Regions from separate parts of the Ovis aries genome. Here all the other regions are linked to region 1. A link is a contact called in public Hi-C data. All regions are on one chromosome and are shown on one strand. The core of a region is the stretch at or near the end of the contact, and the rest is flanking DNA. Distances in the headings are between cores, read along the strand shown.

Region 1 (2,603 bases), core at 59-2,558:
CGAGCATAGCATGGTGGTGAACAGTGAGTACAGAGTAAACGGAAGAGAAACAGTTAAAATGATGTGTATTTGAAGACAGGACCTGCAGGAGGGCAGGGAATGCTCTTTTTCTTTTATTATTAAAAGCTTTTCTGAACGATTTAACTCTTGAAAATCTAGGTGCTTGCATGAGTTGGGTGAATATATGAAAAAGGAAGTGGCACTGGAAAATTAAAGCGCTTTCCAGGTGGTGCTAGTGGCTAGGAACCTGCTTGCCAATGCAGGAGATAGGGTATCGATCCCTGGGTTGGGAAGGTTCCCCTGGAGAAGGAAATAGCATCCCACTCCAGTATTCTTGCCTGGAAAATTCCATGGACAGAGGAGTCTGGCAGGCTGGTCACGAAGAGCAGGACACGACTGAGGGACTAACCCTTTCATTTTTCTTGCTGAGGGCCCTCTAAGAGTCCCAGTATCTGTGTCAGCCCTGGCCTGTGTGGCCAGTCCATGATGTTGTCTGGGGAACCTAGAAGGACACAGCAGGGGGTGATGGAAGGTAGGTAGGGGGGAAGCACCGGCCGTGCGGGTAATGAAGGCCCTGGGCCCTGGGGGGAGGTGAGGTCATCGCTTGCCTTCATGGGAGACGGGTGTGAGAACCACAGCACTGGTCAGGGAGGAGCTTCTGTCATGATCCACTCCCAGGGTGTGTGGATTTTCCAGTGTTTCCTCCTTTTTAACATATTCATCCAGCTCATGCAAACACCTATGTTTTAAAAAGTTAAAATAGCGCTTTAATAATGGGATTAATATCTAAGGGGAAAAAAAAATCAACACACCTTGATTCTCATTATCTCAGCAAAGTTCAGGGCAAGGTGACCCTGGTCTGTCCTCACCATCTGGAAGCTCAGCTGCTGTGTTTACCCTGGTTTGCGGCTGGAGATCTGGCCTGCAGCCGCTCTGTTCCTTGAGCTTGCTTTCACCTGCCTGAGGAAGCCAGGAGAAGTAGGGGATAGCCCCCAATCATAGAATGACCCCCAGGAAGCTCCCAATTTAAAGAGGGGAGACCCAAGTCCTGCTCTGAGCAGGAGACAGCCCCTGAACGCGAATCGCTGGTCTAATGGTAAGGATAAGGCTTCTGTCTGGGTGGGTTAGAGCAGGCCCGTGGGTCTCTCCCTTGCCCTTCCAGCCTGATGCCAAGAAGGTAAGGATGTGTCCTTGACTCCTGGGAGCAGTAGCTGTGGGGAATGGTATATGTGAGGGGTGGGGACATCAGCCCTCTCAGTTCAGAGAAGCAGGCAGGACAAAGGGGACGGACTGCAGAGCTGCCCAGGGCCTTTGCCGAAATCGGCCAGGAGAGGGCAGCAGCGTTACTCTAATAAGAGGAGCTGGGAGAGCGGGAAAAGGAGGGAGGTCATTCCCGTTTAGGGGACTCCGAGAGAGGGGTGGGGGAGGAGGGCGTGGCAACCCACGTCAGTGTTCTTGCCTGGAGAATCCCATGAACAGAGGAGCCTGGTGGGCTACTGTCCATGGGGTTGCAAAGAGTCGGAGACGACTGAAGTGACTTAGCGCACCTGTGCGCGTGTGTGTACACACACACACACACACACACACACACAAACACACACAGGAAAGAGGGTGGGGAGCGGTTTGCTGGAAGCTAGTGGAAGCAGACGTGGGTCCTTTGTATGTCTTTGTTTTGTTTTAGGTGGAAATTGAGGAAAAGATTAAATTTCACATGTAAATCATTGTTACATGTTGCTCATAGAGGTGTTTCAGAAAACAGTCTCCAGAGCAGAGATCAGCGTGAGGATGTAAAGTCTCCTACAGTTTGCAGGCATCTTGGGGAGGGCTTTGGACAGCTGTGGCACTGGGGAGACAGAGGCAGGGCAGGCCGGGCAGGGGCCGGGCACTGGTAGCAGTGGACAGGGAGGCAACAGAAGCAAGTTAGATGTTTTACTTATTTATTCGTTTATTTTAAGGTGGTTTTAGTATTTTAAAGTCTTTACTGAATTTGTTACAGTATTTCTTCTGGTTTTATGTTTTGGATTTTTGGCTTTCAGGTATGTGGGATCTTAGCTCCCCAACCAGGGAGCAAACCCGCAGTCTTAGCCACTGCGCTACACTGCCAAGGAAGTCCCAATTTATTTATTTTAAAAAATTTTATTTTTAATGAACATCTTTCTTGTATTTTTTTTTTAAATTTAATTTTTTGGCTGTCCTGAATGGCACGTGGGATCTTAATTCCCCGATCAGGAATCGAATTTGAGTCCTGTGCAGTGGAAGCCCAGAGTCTTAATTCCTGGACTGCCAGGTATTTTGATTTATAGATTCTGGTTGAGAGAAATATATAAAGGCCTGAAATATTTTGGAGATGAGTGCTGGAAAAATGTGAAATGGTCAGAGTTGGTGTTTGTGGTGTTTTGGGTGATACTGTAAGACCTGTGACTAACAAACACGAGACATGGGTTTGTCTTTGTGACATGGGTTGTGCTCTTTGGTGATGGCAGGCTGGACCTGCGTTGGGATGCTTCTGGAGAACATGCTGTTCACAAATAAAGCCACTGTGAACTTGTCCTTCTTGAAGTCAGAATTGAGGCAGGCAGAGCCGGCTCCCACCAGTTGGAGAA
Region 2 (2,603 bases), core at 74-2,573, 230 kb after region 1:
TATCCTGCTCCAGAAATGGAACTGAGACTGGAACTTACATGTCCCAGCCTTCTGAGCACAGCATCTATGTCCCCCAAGTCACCACATTTGGAAAGAAAACAAAAAGATCCAGTGGAATGAATCTTCCTTTTCTTAGAGCTGCCGGATCATTTTCAGATCAGGGAAATAAACTAACATGTTATGGAGCGCTTTGTCCACACTGGTGCTGGGCTGGGTCCCTTCCCACATGAGGTTTATTTGTTTCCTACCAGAGAGCCTTTGGATTAGAAAAGTCCTCTTGGGTCTTCTAAGTTCATCTGATGCTTGCAGGCTCATTAGCTTCCTTCCAAGAGTCGCTGTCACTTGCTTCCCCTAGCCCCTTCCCAACACTCAGGTTTCAGCTCAAAGGTCGCCTCCTTGGAGGGACCCTTCATGTATTTAACGAGTTGCCTCTCTCCTGCCCAGTCCACACTGCCCACAGCACTCTATTGGCGGTGGATCTATCTGTGTTCTTGATTGGCCAACATGTTTGCCACGTGTCTCTCCCCTCAAGACAGTGGGTCCCTGTTGGCCACTACGTGCCCTGCCTGGGACGGAACCTAGCACCCTGTACAAGCTCAGGCTGTTGGTGCCACCTACTGCGGACCACCTCTAGTGACAGGGTCCAAATCCTGCTCCAAACACGGAGCCCACTGCCTTTGGAGGCTGGGTTGAGGGGCAGGAACATTTTCCTTGATGGTTGCACACTGCATCCCCATTCTCCATCCTTAGCCCAGACTGAGTCAGGTCTGCCAGGAATCCAGCCTTACCTTGAGAAAGTTTGGCAGCTCTTTTTGCACCAGCTGTTTGAGTTCTTTCCGGATCAGGGTTTCCGGGTCCCTTAGCCGTATAGAGTACTGGTGGAAGATGTTGATGATGGTTTCTATGCTGGATTCCATTTGTGACAATTGGTCCGCCATTTTTCTGCCTTCTGTTTGAGCAATGGAGTTGGATGCTTAGAAGACTGTCAAGCTTCCTTTGACCCTCCTACTGTCTGCACACAGGAATGAAGAGGAAAATACAGAATGAAAAGAAATTGGGGACTGCAACTGAACTGGGAGAAGACCCAGTTCCAGACATGAGAGGAATGGGTTATACAATGTCTAGGCAATGCCCAAAAGAGAGCCTTTGAGGACAGAAGACTGCAGCAGAGCATGGCCTAAGGAAAAGGGAAGGAAGCTTTAAAGTGAGCAGTCAATCAAGGAGGAAGATGGGTAAGGGGAGTGAAGAGTCAGTGGGCAGGCTCCGGCCCCGGGGTAGCTGGCAGCTCACTTACCCAAGCCGAGGAGCCGCACAGAAGGGTTTGACAGCAAGATGCGGGCCCAGTTTTTATACACCACTGATCGAGACACTCAGCCCTGTCGCGTGAAGATTGCTTCATAGGTGAGCCTATGTGGAAAGCCCAGGCTGGGCTGTTTCACTGCCAGGAAGGGGGCTGGGCCAGGACAGGAAGTGTTCACAGAGCTCTTTTTGACTTTTTGTGAAATTCCCCAGCCCTGGCCCGGAGCTGGTTTGGGAGGAAGCTAGTTGCTTAGTCCACTTCCCCTGCACCCCACACCCCTGTCCCCCCTGAGTGAGGCGGGAGGCAGGCTGCCCCTCTCTGGGACCCCTCGGAAGCCACCGAGGTTGCGCTCCCCACCTGTGATAGCCAGGGGCCGGTGGTGGCCTGAGGACCCCTGAGGCGGGCAACCCACCCTGGCTCCCCGTGTGGCAGCCCAACAAGGATGGCTGAGCCTTCCTGCGCCTGTCTGGCCTGGCTTTTAAGAGGGCGAGGGGTCTGCCTCCACTGTTTGGGCTGATGGAAAGTGCAGAGGACAGCCTGCCGCCGCCCTGCGTGGTTCCCTCCTCAGTTAGGGAATCTCCGTTTTAGGCCGTCGTCGGGGCAAGTTCGCCTGGGTGCCCCTTGTGTGTGCATCCACAGCGCCCTCTGCTGCCTCTATCAGGGCATGTTTCGCTCTGGACCAAGGATCCGAGACCCAAGCTCGCAGGAGCTAGAGACCTGGGGCCAAGCGGTGAAGCAGTGGGGGCTGAAGAGCACCCAGAGCACCGTCAGTAGCGCGACTTGTGACAGCAGACATGGGTCTCAGGGTTGGAGAGCCTAGAGAGCGGTGGCGACTGTGGCAAACGAGAGCATTCCTCACTTGAGGGGCCGCTGTTACTCATCCTCGGGGGAAGGCAGCCGCGTGAGAGAGTGGATCATTTAATGGACCTCCCAAAGGTTCAGGAAATCTGTTTTTTTTTTTTTTTTTTCTGTGAAAACTCTTGCTTATAAGACTCGTCAACTACTTTTAAAGGAAAATAAAAACGTTAACTATGGAACGTGGTATGTGCTGAACAAAGCAGGGCTGCAGGCCAACGCCTGAAGTTCTTGTCTTTCAGGTCTCTCTCCTCCACTCTGCCGAGGCTCCCCGAGCCAGGGGTGTGGCCTAAATCACCTCTGCGGTTCCAGGATGGAGCAAGAGCCTGCTAGGTAGGTAGGTGCAGAATGAACAGTTGTTGGATAAATAAGCGCAGGAATGGGGAAATGAATGAGTGTGAAATACACACAGGCCTGTTTGTTGCCCGGGGACTTTCTGCAGAGATGT
Region 3 (2,603 bases), core at 58-2,557, 180 kb after region 1:
TTGTCAGATTGTTTTACCGTTTAGAAGTTTGAGCCCTGCTTCTATTTTCAAAATATAAAAGTGTATTGATGAGCCACTTGTTTACTGAGGAAATCATTAAGTTGGGCAGATGAAGGCTCACCCTGTAAACTGAAAAACATTTTGCTTTAACAATATATCTATTTTTCTCTCAAATCTTCAGGCATGTCAAGACACAATCTCTGGTTAATTAACTGTCCTTTGGCGCTCCCTTCTGGGAGATTTACTCATCGGCCTGTGTGCGTCCTCCCATGGAAGATGCATGGGTGAGACAGAAGTGGAAGCGGGTGGCTGAGAGAAGGCTTGGGGGTGGGAGTGGGGGAGTGTGGTGGTGAGGCAGTTCACCTGTCACTCAAGAACCTGTCAGCTGGATGGCCCCTGAATGGAGGCCACGCTTACACGTCAGGACCCCTTTAGAGTAGATCACTGCCTCTCTGCAGTGGGTTACTTCCTTATAAAAAAGGTGGCCCTACTACTCCTGTCACCTCTCGTCCATCACCTAACCCATTTAAGAATCCCTCGTCAGCTAGTTTCTCTGCGCAGGATAAAGCTGCAGCTCTAGCCTGGCACACAAGGCCTTTCACATTTGGTCTCCATCCTGCCTTGTCCAGTCTTGTTTCTTCTAACTGCTCATCGGATGCCCTGTGGACTTCACCCCCCAAGCAAGCCACTCTCCCTCATGCACCCGAGTCTTTGCCCCTGGGCAAAGCCTTTTCCTCTGTCTGGAGAGCCTGGTTCTCCATGCATCTCCTTGCAACCATATTTTCAAGTGGCCATGGCAAATAGCATCTCCCAAGGAAACCTTCCTCAGCTTTCCAGGCAGGCAGAAGTGCTCCTTGGCTGCCCAGGGTACCCTGTTTCTGCCACTAAATTAGTAATGTTCCCAGTGCTCTCTGACTGTGACTCTGTCCTCTCCAAGCATCCCCACCCTGTGACTTGGCCTCATGTCTTACTCTTTATTGCCTAGAGAGGGCCTACTGCTTGAGAAATATTTGTTGGATGAATGACTGTGCTTCTAGACTCTGGAGTTTGGGGTTCTGCTAATTGTGGGAGGACATCCCCAAAGATGTATTTAAGTTGTGTGTCTGACCCCGAATGAGCCCTGGAGCTGTGATGATGAGCTCTGAGGTGGGGAGATGGATAACATGATCTTCTGTGGTTCTGAGACGCTTTAGATCAGGCTCTGAGGGCAGGTGGGTCCCTGAAACTGACTGAGTTAATCACAGAAAGCAGTGTCCTGTGAGGTCATCTCAGGAATGCAATTAAGGGTCAGTTGTGCTGCTGAGGAAGCAGTTAAGAGTCACAGCACTGGCTGCCATAATTGGAGGCACTGAGGCTGGGCAGGATGTGGGACTTGGCAGAGGAGCCCCTGCTCTCACAACTGCCTCCAGCCTGAGCACCGAGGAGTCTCTAGGATAAAACACAGATCAAGACTGTGGATCAGCAGCAGCAACAGGTCAGTGCCTGGTCCGAGAGAGCTGCAGGGGTGGCTGGGTTGTGTGGGTCCAGGATATCCTGCACAGGTCCAGGATAAGCTGAAAGGAGTTGCTTACCCATTTTGGAGGATGTGTGCCTTGTAGATGGATGTCCCAATAGCATACTGTGGCCTCAAAAGGGTTAAGGACTTCCAAATCAAAAACATGTCTTATAACGCCAAAGACACTGACTGATTCCAGCTCCAAATGGTCAGTTGTGTGATTTGGGGAAATTCACTTAGGCCTTTTGGATTTCGTTTACTCCTCCGGAAAATGGGGCAGAGGCGTGATGCCTACTTTATAAGGTCATTGAGAGGACTGCATGGGATCCTGTGCATAAACTGCTTTGCCTAGGGCCTGACTGGCTCTGTAAGAGCTGGAACCAGTTGTCCTGAATCTTATCTGCCCAGAATCCAGGGAGGACAGCTGATGCTCTAGGATAGCCCTGCCTCCTGAAAACAGGGATCTCGTCTCTAAAAGAAGTGGGGAGCAGGGGGTTGAGGGCACCTGGTTCACCCATGTAGAGCACCTGGATGGGGCTTTGGGGTGACTGGAAGAGGCTGCAGCACCCCTGCATGCTCCTGACACTGGGGACTGAACAGCCCCACACACAGAGACTCTGGGGGCCCTGGAGGCGTGCAGATGGCACACAGACTCCTTCAGAGAGGGCCAGTCAGGGCAGGAGTGGGAGCAAGATGGGGGGCCCTGTGCTGTCTGTACTCAACCCCAAAAGGAAAACAATATTTGAGCACGTCTGGGGTTCTGGGTGGGGTAATTATCTCAATATTTTGTTTGTGTTACAAAATAGTTTATGGTAGTGGGTATCTTGCCTTCTCAAGGGGTTTAAAAATATTTCCATTGGGATATGTCATCTTGCTTCCAAGAGTCTAATTTCTTCTCATTCTTGATTTCGAGGGCTCCTTGATTTCTCGATTTTGAGGGCTCCTAAACTGAGGGCATGGTTGGGGGTGGGACAGGACACAGATCCTGTCTCCTGGGAGGCTGCTGGCTCAGGGAAGGGACAGAGCCCTGTCCTGAGTTTGTGGCAGTTTCCTGCAGGGCAGGGAGGCTGAGCCAAGTTTGCAAGGGATCAGGTGGGGAGGGCAGAGA

What was found. Hi-C and Micro-C count contacts between places; a contact is called where the count stands out from the background.
Region 2: a contact with region 1 is called in a Hi-C map of blood, with 4 times the contacts expected there. The contact joins the promoter of S100A9 here to the enhancer-like site in region 1. A contact is called at or near these places in 8 of 16 Hi-C or Micro-C datasets (blood, hypothalamus, liver and 3 more).
Region 3: a Hi-C map of tail adipose tissue shows a contact between it and region 1, with 5 times the contacts expected there. The contact joins the promoter of LOC105605551 here to the enhancer-like site in region 1. A contact is called at or near these places in 12 of 16 Hi-C or Micro-C datasets (blood, hypothalamus, liver and 5 more).

What each region holds. Positions count from the first base shown.
Region 1 is chr1:103,962,201-103,964,803 of ARS-UI_Ramb_v3.0, reverse strand. No RefSeq gene overlaps it. Among named protein-coding and RNA genes, the nearest start is that of S100A6, 31 kb to the left of the region's middle. Within about 2 kb of position 1,308, at least 7 of the 54 cell types and tissues checked have an H3K27ac peak or open chromatin away from gene starts, as enhancers often do.
Region 2 is chr1:103,734,386-103,736,988 of ARS-UI_Ramb_v3.0, reverse strand. It overlaps S100A9 (S100 calcium binding protein A9), which reads right to left and starts at 1,323. Exons shown (of 3, transcript XM_012181723.3): 1 at 1,295-1,323; 2 at 789-1,012. The coding sequence starts at 938.
Region 3 is chr1:103,780,492-103,783,094 of ARS-UI_Ramb_v3.0, reverse strand. LOC105605551 (protein S100-A15A) reads left to right here and starts at 1,307. Exons shown (of 3, transcript XM_042254059.2): 1 at 1,307-1,474.